Linked DNA regions of Sus scrofa: regions 2 and 3 are each linked to region 1. The links are chromatin contacts, called in public Hi-C and HiChIP or PLAC-seq maps. All regions are on one chromosome and are shown on one strand. Each heading gives the region's core, a stretch centred on a gene start, on an enhancer-like site or on the middle of the called end of the contact. The rest is flanking DNA. Distances are from core to core; before and after follow the strand shown. Region 1 holds the start of MED14 (mediator of RNA polymerase II transcription subunit 14). Region 2 holds the start of DDX3X (DEAD-box helicase 3, X-linked). Region 3 holds the start of NYX (nyctalopin).

The links. A called contact is a pair of places that touch in the nucleus more often than the background predicts. HiChIP or PLAC-seq counts read pairs in DNA pulled down with a chosen protein or histone mark.
Region 2: a Hi-C map of skeletal muscle shows a contact between it and region 1, with 8 times the contacts expected there. The contact joins the promoter of DDX3X here to the promoter of MED14 in region 1. A contact is called at or near these places in 2 of 5 promoter capture datasets (fetal liver and liver), 7 of 47 Hi-C or Micro-C datasets (alveolar macrophages, heart right ventricle, liver and 2 more) and 1 of 2 datasets of contacts at active chromatin or transcription factors (alveolar macrophages).
Region 3: a contact with region 1 is called in an H3K27ac HiChIP or PLAC-seq map of skeletal muscle, with 4 times the contacts expected there. The contact joins the promoter of NYX here to the promoter of MED14 in region 1. A contact is called at or near these places in 1 of 5 promoter capture datasets (liver) and 1 of 2 datasets of contacts at active chromatin or transcription factors (skeletal muscle).

Annotation. Positions count from the first base shown.
Region 1 is chrX:36,422,934-36,426,749 of Sscrofa11.1, reverse strand. MED14 (mediator of RNA polymerase II transcription subunit 14) reads left to right here and starts at 1,913. Exons shown (of 30, transcript XM_021080844.1): 1 at 1,913-2,547. The coding sequence starts at 2,333.
Region 2 is chrX:36,987,782-36,992,015 of Sscrofa11.1, reverse strand. DDX3X (DEAD-box helicase 3, X-linked) reads right to left here and starts at 1,935. Exons shown (of 17, transcript NM_001246203.1): 1 at 1,891-1,935. The coding sequence starts at 1,935.
Region 3 is chrX:37,078,067-37,081,918 of Sscrofa11.1, reverse strand. It overlaps NYX (nyctalopin), which reads right to left and starts at 1,722. Exons shown (of 5, transcript XM_003360273.4): 1 at 1,588-1,722.

The sequences.
Region 1 (3,816 bases), core at 664-3,163:
TGGCGCAGTGGTTAACGAATCCGACTAGGAACCATGAGGTTGCGGGTTCGGTCCCTGCCCTTGCTCAGTGGGTTAACGATCCGGCGTTGCCGTGAGCTGTGGTGTAGGTTGCAGACGCAGCTCGGATCCTGCATTGCTGTGGCTCTGGCGTAGGCCGGTGGCTACAGCTCCGATTCAACCCCTAGCCTGGGAACCTCCATATGCCGCGGGAGCGGCCCAAGAAATAGCAACAACAACAACAACAACAAAAAGACAAAAAAAAAAAAAAGCTAATCTGATGGATATGGGTGAAAAATTTTCTAAAACAACCCCATCCACCCATTAATTTTTTACTTGCGGGTTGGTTGCAGCTTCTCTAGGTAGAATCTTAATGACAAACAGAATGAATACCAAGAGGCATGGTGTATAACTGTGTTTAATATATGCAATAAGGCCGAGGACTTAAAATCCTATCAACATGACACAGAATCAGAATCTGAGTGTTAGAAAAGACCTCTAAGGACAATCTTATACAACCACCTATCATTTGTGTGTATGTGGCCACCAGGGCTTTTTAACCAAAGGCAATAGTTTTCAAAAGAGAAAAAAGAACTTTCAATAAAACAAATCAAAACAACTGCAAAAGAAATGCAGATTCTAGCTAACTTAGAAAAAAATGTGTTTGTTCCCTGAGATAGCAGCATAGGGATGGATCCTACAGAGGGTATCTGCCTTCCAGCAACTGCAGCTGTGGGGGCTGTAAGTAAGCCTTATGCCTTTTGATGAGTAGATGATGGTATTGTGTGTGCAAATGTGCTTTAGGATCACAAAAGAGGGAGCAAGTGATTAGTTACTGATTAAGTGATTAACTGCTCCAAAGGTTACACCCTCAGAAGACAGGTAAATGGTCTTCAAGAATGACTAAGAATTACACAAGTGGACAAGAATGAGAGTATTTTAACTTTAGGGAACAGCAAGTGCGTCTCTTACACCTAAGAGTTACAGATAAGAATCTGCAAAAAGATGTTTGAAAACGGTCACAGCAATTGACCCTTTTAAGCGGTTGTCGCTTCCTAGGTTAAAATCACCTAGGGAGCTTTTGAAAAATCCTGAAGCCCAGACCAATTAAAGCTGAATCTATGTGGTTGGCAGAAATATCTTTTAAAGTCACCCAAACCAGCACCTTCTTCCCGCCCCCGCCATGATTCCAATGTGCGGGCAGGGTTGAGAATAACCGCTTTAGAGCAGGAAGCAAAATTAAGCGTGGATTTTGAGGCGGCGGCGGAGGGAGGGTGGGAGGGAGTGGCGGCAGGGCATAGAAGATGAACTGAAAACCCTTGGAAGGCAGGGCGGCTTCTTGAAGAGAAAGGACAAGAACCAAGTGAGAATCAGCGGTAGAGGATTTAAGGGCTGTTTGTGGTAGAACTGCCAGGATTTGGGGGGCCGGTAACTAGCTGAACATATATCCAACTTGATTAAAGTGAAGTTATCCCGCCAGCGGCCCCGTTGCTAGCCCCAATCATATTTTTTCGCCTCTTTTCCCACAGCTTAAAAAAAAACCCAACAATGACGGACACGTCTTCTATCCCACGAAAGGCGCATGGGCAGACTGTGGGAGGTGCAAAGATCTGAGAAGTCACCAGCGCGCAGCCGCAACCATTTCTTCGAAATTCCAGAACCACAAGTCCGGAACATTTGGGGTCGCGTAGCCTCCCCGGCCGGGTTGCACCCACCAGGGAAGCGCTAATCGACACCTAAGCGCAAACGGGAGCCTTTTAAATCCCGGAGAGCGGCGAGAGCAAGGGCGGGGCAACCGCTGACGTTCGCGGTGACGTCACCGGTTCCGCCCTCACACTCACTTCCGGCAGCGGGCGGCCCCCGCTTCCGCTTTTCCTGCCCGCGCGCCGGCCCCGCCCCACTCCCACGCGCCCCCAGCGTCCCGGCGCCCGACAGCCCGGAGAAAAGGCGCAGGTTGCTGTCGGAAGTCCCCCTTTGGTTCCCCTTCCGTTCTGCCTAACGACTTCCGCTTTGGGCCGTCAACATGGACGCTGCGGCTGCCTGGCGGAGCAGCCTCTGATCGGTCGCGGGGGTGCAGCCTCTCTGCTGCGGCCACCTGGCTTCCCCGCCCTCCCCGCTTCCCCCCGCCCCTCGCTCCCGTCCCTGGAGCCGGCGGGCTCGTCGCTACATGGGGGCGGGCCTCTGCGGCCGCAGCACGGCTTCCTGTTCAGAGGCGGCCCCGCTGTAGGCGGCGGCGAATCCGCCCGCGACCACTTAGGCGCGGTGACCGAGTGCCCGTGAGGGAGGCTCGCGGGCCGCATTTTGTGCCCTGCGCCAAGCCCGGCCCTGCGCCGCCATGGCCCCAGTGCAGCTGGAGAACCACCAGCTGGTCCCGCCCGGAGGCGGCGGCGGGGGCAGCGGCGGCCCCGCGTCAGCCCCGGCGCCTCCTCCTCCCGGAGCCGCCGTGGCGGCGGCCGCTGCGGCCGCGGCTAGCCCTGGCTACCGGCTGAGCACCCTCATCGAATTTCTGCTGCACCGGGCCTACTCGGAGCTCATGGTGCTGACGGACCTGTAAGTGCCGCGAAATCCATGCCTGCTCCCCAGCCCCCCCCTTCCCGCCCAATGGCCTGAGAGAGGTTCGAACCTCCTTCCCTCCAAGAGGTTGCTGCTTTCTCTTCTTCGCTAGGCTGCTTAGTCTAGAATTTCTGAACTCATGGGCTTCAAAGGAGGTGGAGGAGAGGCTTTGCATTTGGAAGTCTTTCTGGAGATGAAGCAACGGAGACTTGTTAATTATGCACGTTGTTAGATTTTCCTTGAAAAGCCCTTCTTTGGGAGGTTTGCTCATTTGCCAGCTGAGCCCTATTGATTTCTTGGCTGGAGGCTTTTTAACCCAGGCCCCAAGTTTAGGGTTTAGGAGTACATAGTATTCGAGCTTAAAAAAAGAAAAGAAAAGGAAAAAATCCCAAAGATGGGAAACTGTTTTACAACCTCCTCTTACAGTACATTTTAAATGTAGGTTGTAATTGCTTCTGACAAAGTTTGAACTCAGGAGATGTGTATAAAATAATACAAAATTTGGGGTTCCAAGTTTGTTTTTCTGGAACATTTAAAACTGAAGTCTTCACGCATGAAGTGTAAGTAGAGATTTTTTAAGACTGGCCTGCTGTTATTGTCTCTTGGGGTATGAAGGGAGTTTGTAAATCACCAAGTTACCAGTGAAATGCCTTGGGACATGATTAGGTTGTTAATCCCTTCAGAATAGGATCAGAATACACTGTAACGATTTTCGGTGTGCAAAGAAAAGAAACTATAACAACTAGGGATAGATACACTTTAATTACTGTTTTACAGTTTTAAACTCAGGTTCGGAAAAACATTACTGGTTTTCATCTAGATTCGTTTTTAGCTTTTCTCTATTAGTAGGCTCTGGATCAGTGTTTTCTATTGAAATACATTAATATGTCGGTATTAGGCTGTAAAGTGTCACAGTAATTTGGTGCTAGAGACTTAGAATATTCTCAATGACTAAAAGAATCATAATAGGTTCCACTTATTTCTGTAAAAAAGCATCTATGAGAATTTTGATATCCGTGCTTTATTGAATGGGAAAGAAAGAAGCCTACTCCTGTCTAATGAGAAACTTCAGCAGCTGTCACGATTAGAGGTTACTGTGGTGATGCATTTCTCTGCAGTGTTTATTGTTGGATTTCATAAAAATTTAAGAGTATCCATGAGAAAATGTCATGTATGTGAAGGTCACCCATCCAATGTACAGCTGTGGTAAAATGTGGAAAACTGCCGCTAATAGTGGTTGTGTAATTTGTATGATTTGTTTTTCCA
Region 2 (4,234 bases), core at 686-3,185, 570 kb before region 1:
AGCATCATTAAAGGAGTCACTGGAAATTGAAAGGAGTCGCCAAATCTCCATTAGCAAAAATCGCTGCCCTTCTCTCTGCACTTTTTATCTCAACAACTCTGCACTTGTTAATCTCAACAAGATACTTTAAGGCACAATAGTAACAAAAACATTTTGCACTTGTTGCAGTACGTTTTGTTATTAATTTTACACTTGGTAAAAAGCATTTTAAATGCTACTGTAAATTGTTAAAGTTACATAACTGCAATTTTCTCAGTTGTGAATTTGCTTGTTGCTTAATCCTAACGACTGTGCATATTGTTTTCCAATTACATCGGCTGCAAACTTAATTCCTGCCTAATCTTAAACAAGGTACCATCTATACATGGAAAATGTTAACCTTACACATCCCAATGTCTTGACACCAGATTTCTTTGTGCTCCATTTAACATGGGACGTTAGAAATCTGAAGGATTTAATATAATTGATCCATTAACGGGAAAAAAACGCTCAAAAAAAAAAAAAAAGATCGTTACATCGCTAAAAACATATGATACAACAATTCATTTGTGTCACTCAGGTTCAGAATTCTGGAGTTCGTGATAGGCAGTTTACTTGAAAGCAACAAGCATCCCACTTAAAAGAGCTTCTCTGAAGAGAGAAGCTACCTACTGTTGCGGAGGGATGCAGATACCCAGCCACCGCAGCCCAGAACCCCTCTGCTCTCAGATCCCGCGTACTCCTCTAAACCCTTCGAAGAGGGGGTTTCAGTTAAGACGAAAGACCCGGAGCCTCTGACCTATTTCGAAATTCCACTCCACGGGCAGCAAACAAAACTGTTCATCATTTCTCCGTAAGCCACAATTCCAGGGGTTCCTCCTCTGGCCGACTCCCGGATCAAACGTCACTGACCCGAGGACACTCATACAACCCGTGGTACTCCCCCTCCCCCCGCCAAAACAGCGCGCCGCCCTGGCTAAATCGCCACCGTGACTATCAGGAGCCAGGGAGGAGGGACGGGCGGCGCCGGAGCCCGAACCTCCCTGACGTCTTCCCACCGCGTTCAACCGCGATCTCCGGAGCCCGGCGCCACCGCGCACGCAGCGGCCCGTTCCTCCCTCCCCTCCCCCTCCCCGAATCTTCTGCGTCACAAAACTTTCCACTCCGGAAACGCGGCCGCGCGAGCCACGGCGCCGGGCCTGCGACAACCGGGCTGGAGCGAAAAAGGCCGGCGGAAGGAAGCCGGAGAGGAACAAGATGCCCGTTCCATCTTCGCTTCCGGGCCCGCGGCGGGCCGGGCCGCTCCGGCTCGGGGGCCGCAGCGCCGCCCAGCCACCCGACACCACACAAAGGAGGCCGCCGCCATTACCCCGAGCGGAGGCCACCCCCCTCCCGCCCCCGCGCCGCCCCCTCCCACATTCCAGGGCCGCGTTCCTCCTCCCGCTCGCACGCGCGCACCCACTCACACAGGCGCCAACGCCGCCCGCGTCTCTGACGAGCCGCGCACGGCTGAGCCCTCCGGGCCTTAAAAAGGTCCCCTATTCGCGAACCTCTGCGCAGCCTCTCCCCACACCGGCGGGTCACTAGGCAGTCGAGGTGCGCGCGCCTCCGCGAGAGCGCGCGCCCCTCCCCCCCCCGCCCGCCAGCGCACGCATACACAAAAGCCGCCATTGTGCTCGGCCCGGGGACAATACCGCGGGCCAAGCCGGGGTCCCGGCCCCAGCGACAGCCATAACCTACACTCCTGTCCCCTTCCCGCTCCCCCACAGCCCCGGGACATTCACACTCGCCAGCCCGGGGGACCCCGAAAATGGGAACTGAGGGTGCCGACTAGCGCTGCGCCACAAGCCAGGTTTAGGTCAGGGGAAGGACTCAAGCGGCAACGACCCCGGTCGGCTCCTTGCTGCTCACCTGCTGGTCCAGCCCGAGCGCATTTTCCACCGCCACATGACTCATCCCTGAAGAGTACCGAGAACTCGGAGTCTTCCGCTGCTGAGCTAGTGTGTTTGGTTAACCGCGAAGGCCCTCTCACGGGAGAACTGCGGCTCTGAGGCGCACGGCGCGGCCACGGATCTAATATACCCGCCCGAACGACTGCTACGTCAGCACGTAAGACGTGTGCCCTCCCTCTCACACCCGCACTCCTCCCGCCGCTACGATTTCTGCCTAGCTACTGCGCGCTCACTTAGCCCTAACCTCGCGGGATTTCCCAAGTCAGTCGTGTCCCCAGCTCGTCGTCCTACCTTGGCACTCAGAGCGCCAAGTACTGTCCTAGTTCGCTGAAGTTCCACTTACCCTGTCCTCCGCTCTTACCCTAGCCTAAGTCTAGGTCTCGAGGTCTCGCGAGAACTCGTCACCTCCAGTGTTTCGCCCGCTAGCAGACCTTAAAATCCAACCCCGGCCTTTTCCTCTTTCTTTCCCCAAGGTCTCTAGTTTTCCCTGTTCCTTTCTTTCAAGGGCGCGCTCTATCTCTCTCTCTCTCTCTTCTTTCCCTCCCAGTCCCCCGGACTTGGAGCTTTTGTGAGACTTCTCCAAACTGATCAGCTCTCGCTTTCTCGCGGGCAGCCGCTCCGAAATCGGAGTTAGGCAAAGAGAGGCCCAAAGCCCCTGGGACGACGGGTCATGTGATCGCAGGTGTCGAACGCGGAGGCCATTTTGGGGAGCAGGAAACCGTCGTTTTAAATAGAGTGCGCGGAATCAGGGGAGAAGAGGGGAGAGAGGGAGGAGGAGGGGAAAAGAGGAGGAAAGAGGGAGAAGAGAAGGAAAGGGAAAAGGAGGAGGGAAGAGGGCGGGATGGCGACCTCGCCGGGGGAGGAAGTGGAGGGGCTGGCGGCGCGCGCTGGTGGTGGCACACTTTTACCGCGCGGTTGCCTAGGCAGCGGGGCCGCCGCCTAGGAACGCCACAGCCCCTCCTGTTCTACCAACACCGCCGACCCCCACCCCACGCGAGCGCGCTCCTGCGCGCGTCCCCGCCCCCCGCCGTGAGGGAACAATGAGACAATCACTCGCTGAACTTAGGCGGGTGGTAGCGCACCCTCCAGGGACCCCGGCCCTCCGCCCACCCAGGCCCGGAGTTTCCTCCTTCAGGGCATCCAACGGCTCTGGGCGGGTGGTCACTGGCGCGGTGCTGCCTCCCTCAAACCCAGAGGACCCTGGGGATGGAGAAAGGATCTCCTAGGGAGTCGGGAGTGTTTGTGGCTGGGCGCAATCTGGGCCTGCCGAAGAAGTCTTCAGCATTACCTGTCGGGAGTCGGGGTTACCCTCGGGCGACTGCAGTGAATGGGGAATGGAAGAAGCGGGTTTCTGCCATCAGAGGAACCCCTTCTTGTGGCCCCCTCCTAAGCAGACAACCCCTAGTCCCAGCCTCAGTGCCGCAAAACCTTAAATGCATGTTTACTAATGGACCCCTGCCTTTCAGCAAGCAGCCGCTCGTACGCGGTTCTCATGAACGTTTTTCCCCCTCTCCTCTGACCCTCAGCCTGACAGAATTAAATAATATACGGGGTTTTCCACCATCCCCCAAAGGATCTTCTCCTGCCAGAATTCAAATAGCTCGTCCTCATCACGTAATTTACCACTTCTTTCCCTTTCCAATTTTTGTAATCGAAACTGAAATTCTAAAGAGATACGGAGATAATATGACACTTGTGTCCTGGGCTAGCCGCTTAACTGCCTTGGGTCTCAATTTTTTCATCAGTAAAAGGAGGTGGACTACACAACCCTGTGAGATGCAACTCCTTTTTCTAACAAGTATTTTGTGATGCCCTCTTTAACCATACTGAAATAACAAATCATAAATAATATAACCTAAACCTAACAACACACAATTTCAAAAAACACAACCAACGGAAACAAATCTAATATCCACGAGGCCGCAAGTTCGATCCCTGGCAGTTGGTTAAGGATCAGTGGGTTAAGGATCCCGCGTTGCGGTGAACTGTGGTGTAGGTCGCAGACGCTGCTCGGATCCAGCGTTGCTATGGCTGTGGTGCAGGCCGGCAGCTGTAGCTGGAATTCATCCCTTAGCCTGGGAACCTCCACATGCCCCGGGTGCGGCCCTAAAAAGACCAAAAATAAAAAATAAATAATAATAATAAAAAAAGGATCCGGCATTGCGGTGAGCTGTGGCATAAGCCAGCAGCTACAGCTCCGATTCCAATTCAGACTCTAGTCTGGGAACCTCCGTATGCGGCGGGTGCGGCTCTAAACAGACCAAAAAAAAAAAAAAAAATCCAAACAGGAGTTCTGGTTGTGG
Region 3 (3,852 bases), core at 473-2,972, 660 kb before region 1:
CAGACATTCCGACCCTGGATGGATGGTTCTCAGGCCTTCGCTCTTTTCTTTCCCCACTTCTCCACCTGCTGAGACCCCAACCTTCCCAGCAGGCTTGGCACAAGGGCTACCTCCTAGCCCCTGCTTGGCACCCTCCCACCTTGCCTGTAGGCATTGGCCTTGCCCTTCGTAGAGTTCAGATGCTCCAGGGCTGCATCTCCATAACGCCTGGCAGGTACCACCCTCAGACTGGGCAAGATGGACGCTGGGGAATCAAGGTGCCAAGGACATGCCCACCGGGTTTCGGATACCTGGGACCTCAGAACTCCCTGCCCAACAGATTCTGAACCTGCTTTTCTTAGTCTGTCCTCCTGGGGGTGGGGGGGTGGGGAGCAGTAGACTGTGCCACCACTGTCCATAAGTGGCCTCTTAAAGGGCAGTGGGAAAGGGTCCTCCGGGTGTGGGGTGGACACAGGTTAGGAAGAGCAGGAAGCCACACCACAGCCCTTGAGCTGGAGTTACTCTCTGTGCCACCACGTTCTAGCTTAGAATGTGGAGGAATACAAGAATTCCAAACTTGAACCTGATCTTCCAGATTGTTATTTTTATGTAGGTATATCTGTCAAGGTAGGAGGATAGAATGCATTTTATTTAAGAGTTTGTTAGCTTGATTTATAACTTTTAAATATTTAGACACATGGTATGTGGTCCTTCGTGTGTACACTTGCCCCAGGTCTTACAAACATCAGGGGTGAGCCTACGTTTGGCACGCAACAGCGGTGCACAAGTGTTTGCTAACGAAGCCCAAGTGCGAATGGGGAATGGGGAGCTACAGAAAGAGGACTGGGGTGTGATAGCCTTGGCCCCTGGCCCAGCCTTTTTCTCTGACTCCACAGTTTTAGGACAGACACCCTCACTCCCCATGCCTTACAGTACTTGAAACTATTCCAGAATCTAGTCCAGACCAGCATTCTTCAAGTTGGGAAAGTGAGGCCCACAAAGGTTAAGTGACCTGCTCCCCAGGGTGACAGTTAAAAGGAAGTAGAGCTAGGACCCAGTCCTCCAGCATCCCAGTTCCTGGGTTATTCTGGGGCCCTAGTAAGACAGGGACACGATCGATCGATCCCCATCTCCGTGGCCACCCCCACTGGGAGAGAGCCACCCCCATACTGCCAGGCACCCCTAAACTACCTTGGCTGAACCCAGTCTGTGGCTAATGCACCCAACTCCTTTGTTCTCTATGAGAGAACCACCCTGCTTCTCCCATCCTTTCATTTCCACCTTCCAATCGAAACCCAGCTCCATGGGGCCCGGTTCTGGAATTGGGAAGAGGAAAAGGGCGGAAAAACTCTGCCTTCATTCCGCTGACCTCCGGAGGAATAGTGTCGCCCCAACTACAGGCTGGGGCACAGAGGGGGTGCGGGCTCGCGCCCTCTTCTGTTCCCCCCCCGGGGGGGCGGGGAGCAGGGTGTGCCACCGCGCTAATGGAGGGGCAATCTGGATGTTTCGGCCCAGCCCTCCCTGGACCCCTCCCTCCCCAGGCGTCAGAGAACTAGTTCAGCTCGCTAACCCCGGTTAGCAACCACGCGTGACACAATGGTTTTTTACCCTTAGGGTCACGTCCTTGCGAAACCTCTGCAGCTCCTGCAGACATCCGCCGTTCCCGGCCCCACCCTTTGGGGGCGAAGAGGCGGAGCCGCCGGGCGCTGAGCCCCGCCCCCGAGCAGCCCCGCCCTGCCCAGCGCAGTCGCCAGGGGGCGCTGAGGCTCTGGAGCCCGGGCGGGGCGGCTCCCAGGCCGGGGGCCCCGCCCATTCCCCCTCCCCCGCCCCCGAACGCCACTCTCTCCAGCTCCGCGGGGCGGGGCAGGGCCGGGAAAGTCCCAGGGTGCGTCTGTGCCGGAAACGTTAGTCACGCACCTGGAGCCGCAGAATATCCGGCTGGAAGGGATGCCAGGGCGAGGGCTTGACCTGCCAAAGGTCACACCGCAGGGAGGGTCTGCCAGAGCCTTGCCCTCCTGACCCGGCCATGTAGCTCTGATGGTGGCTAACACCCTGTTTGTTCATCTGTAAGTGAAGAGCTGGCTTAGGGTCCCTTCCTGCTGTGTCACTCAACAAACGCTGCCCAAAGATACACCTCCTCAGAGCCTCTTTTGAAATCACGGCTCTTTACATTGCATCAAAACTAGGTCTCTTCTCATCTCTCGGAAAAAGAAACCAGAGCTCCTTGAAGAAAAGGCAGCTTCCAGGTCTGAGGCAGGCAAAGTACAACATGATCCTGGAACATCTTATTATGACAGAAGAGAGGACATCAAAGATATTTGAGTAGAAGGAAAGTCGAGTGGTTCCACTGGCCAAAGCTGGGACAAGCATCAATAAGAATAGTGAATGTAATGAGTTGAAACGCATCAAATGAAATAAATGTATTTGTTAAATCTATGAGTTTATAGTGATTTGTGAAAAACTCTCATCAGTAGACGGTGGAGGTTACTAGGGCACTATTTTGAAAGGTGATAACTAAAAGGAAATTTACCTTGTCTTTCCTTTATGGGCTGTATTTCAAGGTAATTAAATATACCAGTTGAGAGAAAGTTTTTCCTAATAAAAGAATCGCAGCTAGGAGTTCCCTTGCAGAGTGGGTCAAGGATCTGGCATTGTCACTGCAGCAGCTCAGTTTGAGCTGTGGCACCTCGTCAACCCTGGCCCACGAAACTCCCCACATGCTATTGGCGCGGCCAAAAAAGAATCACAGCTAGGAGTTCCCTCATGGCTCAGTGGTTAACAAACTCAACTAGTATCCATGAGGATGCAGGTTCGATCCCTGGCCTTGCTCAGTGGGTTAAGGATCCGGCGTTGCCGTGAGCTGTGGTGTAGGTCTCAGACGTGGCTCAGATTCCACATTGCTGTGGCTGTGGCTATGGCTGTGGCTGGCAGCTACAGCTCCAATTTGACCCCTAGCCTAGGAACCTCTATATGCCTCAGGTGTGGCCCTAAAAAGACAAAAAAAAAAAAATCACAGCTAATAAATGTGGAAGTGATAGAATGAGGAAATCACCATATTTGCAATGAATCATAGATCCTACAGATCATTTTTAAACATGCCCCCCAAATGGCACAACCAGACATTAGGCACCTCTTGATGTGACATAATAGAAAGTATACAGCACTACCATTGAAGTATTTGGGACAGAAAAAGAAAAAGAACCTGAAGCTAATCAAGCCTACAGATTTTGCTACCATTTAAAGAAATGTGAGGATTGGAGAAATACATTAAGAACCACCAAAGGTACAAGATAAATTAAGCTAAATATAGACTGTGGAGAGTTTTACAGGGCAAATGATCCAGTTTTTCCAACAAATTAATGGAACGAGGGAACGAATGAAAAGAAGGGAGACCTGTTAAGTAAAAAACTTGAGATAACAGTCAGTGCAATTTTCGGACAATTCTGAAACAATCAGTAGAAATGAAATACAGAATGATTATTAGATAACATTAAAGAATTGGTTTTCTGGGAGTTCCCGTCATGGGCGCAGTGATTAATGAATCCGACTAGGAACCATGAGGTCGAGGGTTCCATCCCTGGCCTTGCTCAGTGGGTTAAGGATCCAGCATTGCAGCATTGCCGTGAGCTGTGGTGTAGGTTGAGATGCCGTGAGCTGTGGTGTAGGTTGCAGACGCGGCTCGGATCCCGCGTTGCTGTGGCTCTGGCATAGGCGGGCAGCTGCAGCTCCGATTTGACCCCTAGCCTGGGAACCTGCCTCCATACGCCGTGGGAGCAGCCCAAGAAATGGCAAAAAGACAAAAAAAAAGAATTGGTTTTCTGGAGTTCCCTTCATGGCTCAGTGGTTCATAAACCTTACTAGGATCCATGAGGA